2 separate regions of the Pan troglodytes genome follow, and region 2 is linked to region 1. A link is a contact called in public Hi-C data. All regions are on one chromosome and are shown on one strand. The core of a region is the stretch at or near the end of the contact, and the rest is flanking DNA. Distances in the headings are between cores, read along the strand shown.

Region 1 (3,601 bases), core at 296-2,795:
TACTTTTCCTCCCAGCCCTCTCTCTCTTTACCGAGGGTGAGCAATACAAAAGGGGTGTGCTGCAGCTCCAGCTTTCAGAGTACCGCCACAGATCCACAGCCTGTCCTGATCTGAGAGCTGAGCCGATGCCTTTTCTTTCTGGCTGTGTCTTTTTACCTTCTGGACGTGTCTTTTTACCTTCTGGACAAGTAGGATGAGGTGAAAGGAGCTGTCCTTCTAAGTCTTTGTATCTCCATTTGTCTGCAGTTTCTCCTCGGTCTCGTGTGTCTGTGTGTGCCAGTCCCTTGTGCTGACACAGGACGTCCCTTAAAGTCCAGTCCTGGCGATTTCTGAATCTCACTCTTTCCCTCTTTAAAGTTCCAGGATCCTTCTTATCTCCCTTTCCCCCACAGTCTGGCTTAGTCTCTTTGTTTCCGGGCGTAAAAGCACTGGGATTAATATGTTTTCCAGGCTGAGGGAAAACACAGGAATGTGATGTCGAAAAGGGACTTTTTTTTTCTTTCACTATGCTTCTCTCCTCCCTTTATTTCTCCCTACCTTTTTCCTCCTCTTTTTCTTCTTCTTTTTCTTCTTTCTCTTGCCTGGATTCAGTCCCAGAAATGTTAGGACTACCTCAGTTTTGCTCCAAACCAAACTCAAACAACAGCAGCCACTGGAAATCAAGGACACTTCACTAAGAATTTAACAGATCAGCAGAACACCGCCTCCTTCCCATTTTAGCACGTTCAGAGTGGACTCAGTGAGGAGTGAGAGGGCTGTTCTTTGGGGTGGGGGAAAGTTTTTAAACTCCACACATCATCATAAATCACTTTAGAAGAGGATGACTGGTGCCTTAACCCCTTCCAAACCAAGTAATCGGGGTAACTTCTCTTCCAGTCTGTTCTTACACTGTACTTTGGAAGGAGAAAATTCTCCGATTTCTGCATCAGGCTACATGCTTTTCTTAGAGACAGATACTCATTTGGGTCAGGGTGCTTGGCTGTGCCGACACAGACAGTATATATGTATTTATAGTTCCATGTGTATATTCTTATATCTTTCTCCCTGCTTTGTGCTTTTAGTTTGAGGTTGGAAAAGCCCATGGAAAACATGACTAGGTTGTTTATATTTTATGCTAATTGGGGATCATATTACTGTGTTCTTGGTCCTAGTTTCTCCTCGGCATGGAAGGAAGCTGGTAAAAGGTTAGAAATGCAGGCAATGGCTGCAAGTCGAGATTGCAGTTGACTATTACATCAGGGAACAGGCATTATGATCTCTAGCTTCAAAGCTCTGGCTGCAGATGGTAGACTAAGGGCTCCCTTGGAGGTCCCGAGTGTGTGTGTTTGTGTGTGTGTGTGTAGTGCAATATTTTCCTCTGCAGAGACTTTAGATGTCTGAAGGGCTTTAGGCAATCCATAGAAGTAGACTTATCAGGTTCCGAAAGAGAGAGTGAGGCAGCTTTGGGATTCTACCTCCTGAGTCTGCCATAAGGATTCAGTGGAGAAGGAAGGGGTCTCAGGTTACGTGGATATTTCTTCCGGCCATGCTGGGCGAGCTGACTCTCCACGTCACTATTAACTGCCACCAACAGTGGCAAGCCAGGGTTCTCAGAAACCTCCTTGCCAGCTCAGTCATGCTAATAGCGTCCCTCACTGGATCAAACTTCATCCCTAGTTGTTATGCCTTGATCAGCCCCATCTTGCCCTGGTCACATTTGACTTTTTTCACATAAGCTACGAGCATGGAACTGAGAAAGTCCTGTATAGAGGTTAACTATAGAGTTGCCCGGCCACACTTTGAAGTCCCAGGGGTACCAAGAAGGATGGCCAGCCCTGCTGTGGCATTCTCTCAGACACTTGTAAGGATAATAACAAAAGTGGGCTTCAGGCAGAGACCCTCTGTCCACTGGAGTCATAGATTGCAGCCTTCGTGGTATTCACCTGTTGGGTTGATCAACCTAGCCTTGTGCTAAGTTGGAGGGTCCTAGATGTTACTTCCTTTCTCATAATTTTCTAATGCGTCCTACACTATCCTTACTGAGCTTTCTGCCTTCTGGCTTTTCATTTCCTCTTCTCTTCTCTCTGCTTATAACAACTACCATTTATTGAGCATTTACATGTGAAGCTTTGGGCTTAGTATTTTTGTGAATTCTTTTATTTAACCCTCACAGTATCCTTAGGAAGTAAATAGAATGATCCTCATTTTATAGATGAGCAAACTGAGGCTTGGTGAGTTTAAATAAATTGCCTATTGTCCCACAAAAGGTAAGCAGTAGCTCTGAAATTTGAACCCAGGTTTAGAACAGCCTACAAAGCGTGATGCTATCTTGCCTCTCTCTTTAATTTTCTACTCATACCTTCAGTTTCTTCCCTTCCTTCAATTCCTTTTTGCATTTCCCACATTCATAGAAGAGTTTCATTTATTTGTTCAACCAGAGTACTTACACTTTTAGAGTCCTACCGTCTGGGATAATTGTGTAACTGTACTTTTTGCTTTTCTCAATAGGTCCTTAAAGCCCTTTATTCTTTTTCTTGAATAAGTCATGACTTACACAAACCTCTCCATGATATGCACAACATTTGTCACCTGTGCGCTGGTAAAGCTGAAATACAGCCACTTTAGCAACCTCAAACTGACGGTGAGGAGCCACCCCAACCCTGAGTTGTGCCTGTCTTCCTAGGACCTCAGGCTTTCTTCCCTCTGTGAGCTTCAGTCACCAGATGGCGCACTAAACACACACACCAGAGAGGACCTAACACTCCACCACGTCCGTTAGTCCCCACCCCACACCCAACGCCTTCCCCCAGTCTCTTCTCACACACAGATACATACGCACACACTGGCAAAGTGGGGCTTCTCATGCTTGTTTTCATCTCAATGCCTAAACGCTTACCTGGGGCTTCAGAAAATCCTCCTGAAGAAGTCTTGGAGGCACGTACCTAATAAGAGCAATGATAAATTCTCATTCATTCATTTCCGGGGAGACCTATAATGATTAATGGCTTGTAATAATTCTCAATTCCAAGTCCGTTATTTAAGAGCTCCATATTTTGTAAGTCCTCCATTTAGATCTTTCTATTTTTCTGCAACTGAAGAAACAATTAACCAATTAGTGCTAGGGGTTGGGGGAGGGTGGTGGGGGTTGGTGATATCTGAAAGGAAGACATTGATGTTGAGTCAGAAAAGGTGAAAGGAAGAAAATGTTAAAGTAGACTTTAGAAATGCTAATTTGGGAATTAATTGATAGGAAACTACCTGACACTGGTTTTGTAGTAATTTGTGGGGAGGAAAGGAAAGAATGTACAAACTAGAACTGCTTTAGAGAAACTAGGGTGGGGATAGTTATTTGACGAAAGCTGGAGTGAATGTAAGAAGGCATCCAAAAAGGAGTGTGCTAACTGGTCAGACCCACACTAATCCAAGACTTCAGCAACCTGGGACCAAGGCTCAGGGTAACACGCTGTGCCAGGCACGCTAGAGAAACCAGGGTTTCTGTCACATGCCGTTGGTTCTCTTGCACAAAGTAACACTCAGAGATGTTACTGAACTGAATTCTATTGCTAAAATAAAAAACATTTGCTTAAGAAGAAACAAGAATAAAAAAAGGAGGGGAAAACAG
Region 2 (3,601 bases), core at 713-3,212, 170 kb after region 1:
GTCCACGGAAGTGTTTATGTCCATTCCAAGGCTCGGCAGTAACATCTGAGATTAATCTTCTCAACAGCATGACCTGACCACGCAGTGCCCACAACAGAGGAGACCTGCTTCCTCTCCAGGTTCTGTGGCCTCACAGCACCCAGGAAGAAGCATGGTAGATAAAATGTCCTTCAGAAGTACAGTAAACTCTCAGCCGCAGACTGCCCTCCTCAGCAGGTCTCTTGCTGTCTGTTTTCAGAAAGATAACATTAAGGAGAAACTGAAAAGTTTTGATGTAGTCAGGCATTTTTATTATGTTAAGAAACAAGAGTAAACGATTAGTCTCATAATCACATACAACCTGTTTCCCAGGAGGATGGCATGCTTAGGAACAGGCAAATCATGACAGTGATTTGGAAAGATATTCATATTGTTTTCCCTTAAAAGTCATAACATTTGGTTGAACTTCACGATTTCTCTTGTTTTAGTGTTATCTTGTTAAATTTACTTTTTCTGAATGTGAGCCTGTGAATGTTTTTTGTCACCCTCCTGTCATATTTACAAATTCTCTTGATTAGCCCCATGACCTCCTTCCCCTGTGCAGAGATGCTTCTTTCTTTCCTCCCTGGTGACTATTATACTCTGAAGAGCTCCCTCCTCAACATGTGGGAGCTTCAAACTGAAGAAGTCACAACTAAAAATGTTTTCTCTGTGCGTTGGCCCCCCATGTCTTTGGGAGAAGAGACATTCTAGGGAGGAACTCACCAATGTGTGCATGAGGAGCATTTGGAAACAGGTAGGATGGATAATAAGACTTTGTGCTTCTATGACACTTTTCACAAGGACATTTAGAAATGTATAAAGATTATTCCCCAAGCCCTCTCCTCAACTGGGTTAAGAGCAAGAATAATTTTCATGTTTTATCAAGAAAAACCAGAATAAGGAGAATTGTCTCTACTCTGCCAGCTTTACCCAGCTCAGAAACCAAGTCCCACCCTTCTGAGATTAGAGACATCATCTGTCAGACTCACTGCCTCTCCCCAGCCTCTCTTTGGTTCTCTACTTTGTATAAACCAATGTTCTTGGCTCCTTATTTAATCTTAAAATCAATGTTGGGTGAATCAGTCAGAATATTTGGACATTCTGTTCAGAAAACATTGTAAATTGATCAAGATTTGCTTGTCCTGCAAAACTCTCCTGGCATTCTTAATAGCAGTCTTCTGTCCTCAGATGACCTCATGAAATGTAGAGTTTGTGTGAGGAGATGATATGGACAATTTCCCCATTGCCCTGAAAGAGACACACCCTGTTACACCACTTTGCCTTCATCCATGCTGTCCTCTCTTCCCGGCATGCCTTTCTTCCCTGCCTGCGTCCACCTTCAATGTTCTTATGTGCCTTCTAAAATTAAGTTTGACTACTATCATCCCCCTCATCAAGGCTTCACACACATACTTCATTTCTCCTTCTTAACAAAGCCCCAATTTTGTTCAAGTCCCACTCACTCCTCTCCCACAAGATGTGTGTCTGGTGAAAGGTGTTGATCTTAGTCCCATCTGCATGAAAGGACTAATCAACATAAGCAAAATCTCAGTCCCTTTGCCAGGGATTGGCTAAAGAATTGTCATACAGTCTTGGCCAATCAGACAGGAGGGAAAGCATGTGAAGGGCTCTCAGTCCTCATTAGTAAGATGGGGACCAAGAAAGAGATGGTCAGCCCTCTTGCCCTAGTTGTGCCATGTCTGACTGTGGCCTTAGGGTGGCTGCCTTCCTCTCAGCAACAAGCCAAGTAGGCCAGCTGGCTTCTTAGTAACACTCCATGGTCACTTAACTCTGAGAGTCTCAGTTTCCTCTTTTTCAAAATGAGGAAGTTGACCTCAATTATCTGTAGCTTCCTTTTAACTTTAGAATACCACACATGCCTCTAAAAGATGATGGGGGAGGAGATATGGAGGAGGATCTAGGAAGTGAAGAAGGCCACTTAATTTCATCTGTAGCTCTAACCATCTGCTGCTATGAACATGAGCAAGCAGCTATTTGCATTTTATGATTGGGTGATCTCAACTCTCTAGTTTAAGAAACAAGTACTAATCTTGGTTTAACCACTAAAATATCCTCACATTTCCCCATTCCCCGAAGTGAATCTATTAATATCCCTTTATCTTGTTTGGTAAACAAAATGTTTTTTACTAACATTAAATGAAAACGGTAGTACAATTCAAGTTTAGGAACCAAAAAGATTTTTTCCCCTTAATTTCAAGTTAAACCATTTTATTCTCCTTCTGTAATTGTTCCAAAACCACCCAAGAAGACCTAAAGAATTTGTAAATGGAGAAGTATGGAAAAAAAATTTTTTTAATGCAGGATTACATTGCTTAAGGTTAGTAGATCTTAGCTTGCTTCGAAATGTTAAGAGACTTAAGTTGAAGCACCATCTAGTGGCTCTCAATTGTGTTCTGCTAAAAGTTGCTCCCAGTCTCCCTGTATTTAGGACCACAGTTAATTTGTTGGGCATGTATATCATTGACCCTGGAACAGCAAGTTGAAAGTGCACAGATCTACTTATATGTGGATTTCTTCCACTTCTGCATCCCCTGAGACAGCAAAACCAACCTCTCTACTTCCTCCTCCTCTTCAGTCTACTCAATGTGAAGACAACAAGGATGAAGACCTTTATGATGATTTCCTTCCGCTTAATAAATAGTACATATATTTTCTCTTCCTTATGATTTTCTTAATATTTTCTTTTCTCTAGCTTTCTTTATTGTAAGAATACAGTAAACAATACATATAACATACAAACTATATATAAATCACTGTTTATGTTATCAGTAAGGCTTCTGGTCAACAGTAGGCTATTACTAGTTACGTTTTGGGGGAGTCAAAAGTTATATGCAAGTTTTCCACTGCATGGGGAGTTAGCACCCTTAACCCCCATGTTGTTCAAAGGTCAGCTCTATATGAACACATATGAGGGTTCAGAAAAAAAAAGTGGAGTTTTTTTTATCTTTATATAGCAGTGGGAGGATGGGGGTAGTAGCTGTAGCTTTTTACCCTTTCAATCTAATCATGGCAGTGAGAATGGGATAAAGAAATAACGTGAATTCACATAAATCTCTTCTAGAAACAATAAAGTTCATCCAGTGGAAAAAAGAATTAATACAAATTTAATACAAATAAAATTTCATAGATTTCAGTTCTCCTGTTTCTCCTACTCACATTCTCTCTAAAAGCCCATAACAGTATCTTTATCTTCCTTCTGAATCCCATAATGTAGACATGTTCTCACACATCTAGGGATTGGCTATTAGATCATTTTTATGTATCTCCAAGTTCTCAAGCCCCTTCCCACAACAAGCCCAGAGCATCCCTTGCATTTATATAACCAACAGTTTTTCTTGAACTGTCATAGAGATAACACTCATATCTATGATTCCTATCTTCTGAAGTTACATCTTTTTATTACCTCTATGGGCAGAATGAAAATAGACCATAACAACTGCACATGAGTAGGAACATCTGTTTCATTGTCACTAGGGGAAGAACAAAAATTGGACATGAAAATGGATATGAGTAGAAAATAATTTGTAGCAAGATTGACACAAACCTTCAGATTAACAAA

Evidence for each region. Hi-C and Micro-C count contacts between places; a contact is called where the count stands out from the background.
Region 2: a contact with region 1 is called in a Hi-C map of blood, with 10 times the contacts expected there. The contact joins the enhancer-like site here to the promoter of CCDC80 in region 1. A contact is called at or near these places in 3 of 7 Hi-C or Micro-C datasets (blood and induced pluripotent stem cells).

The regions. Positions count from the first base shown.
Region 1 is chr2:115,977,250-115,980,850 of NHGRI_mPanTro3-v2.0_pri, forward strand. It overlaps CCDC80 (coiled-coil domain containing 80), which reads right to left and starts at 1,546. Exons shown (of 8, transcript XM_001156251.7): 1 at 1-1,546.
Region 2 is chr2:116,149,314-116,152,914 of NHGRI_mPanTro3-v2.0_pri, forward strand. LOC129143523 (a long non-coding RNA gene) reads left to right here. Exons shown (of 3, transcript XR_008547063.2): 2 at 2,618-2,682. Among named protein-coding and RNA genes, the nearest start is that of CD200R1L, 27 kb to the right of the region's middle. Within about 2 kb of position 1,963, at least 1 of the 24 cell types and tissues checked has an H3K27ac peak or open chromatin away from gene starts, as enhancers often do.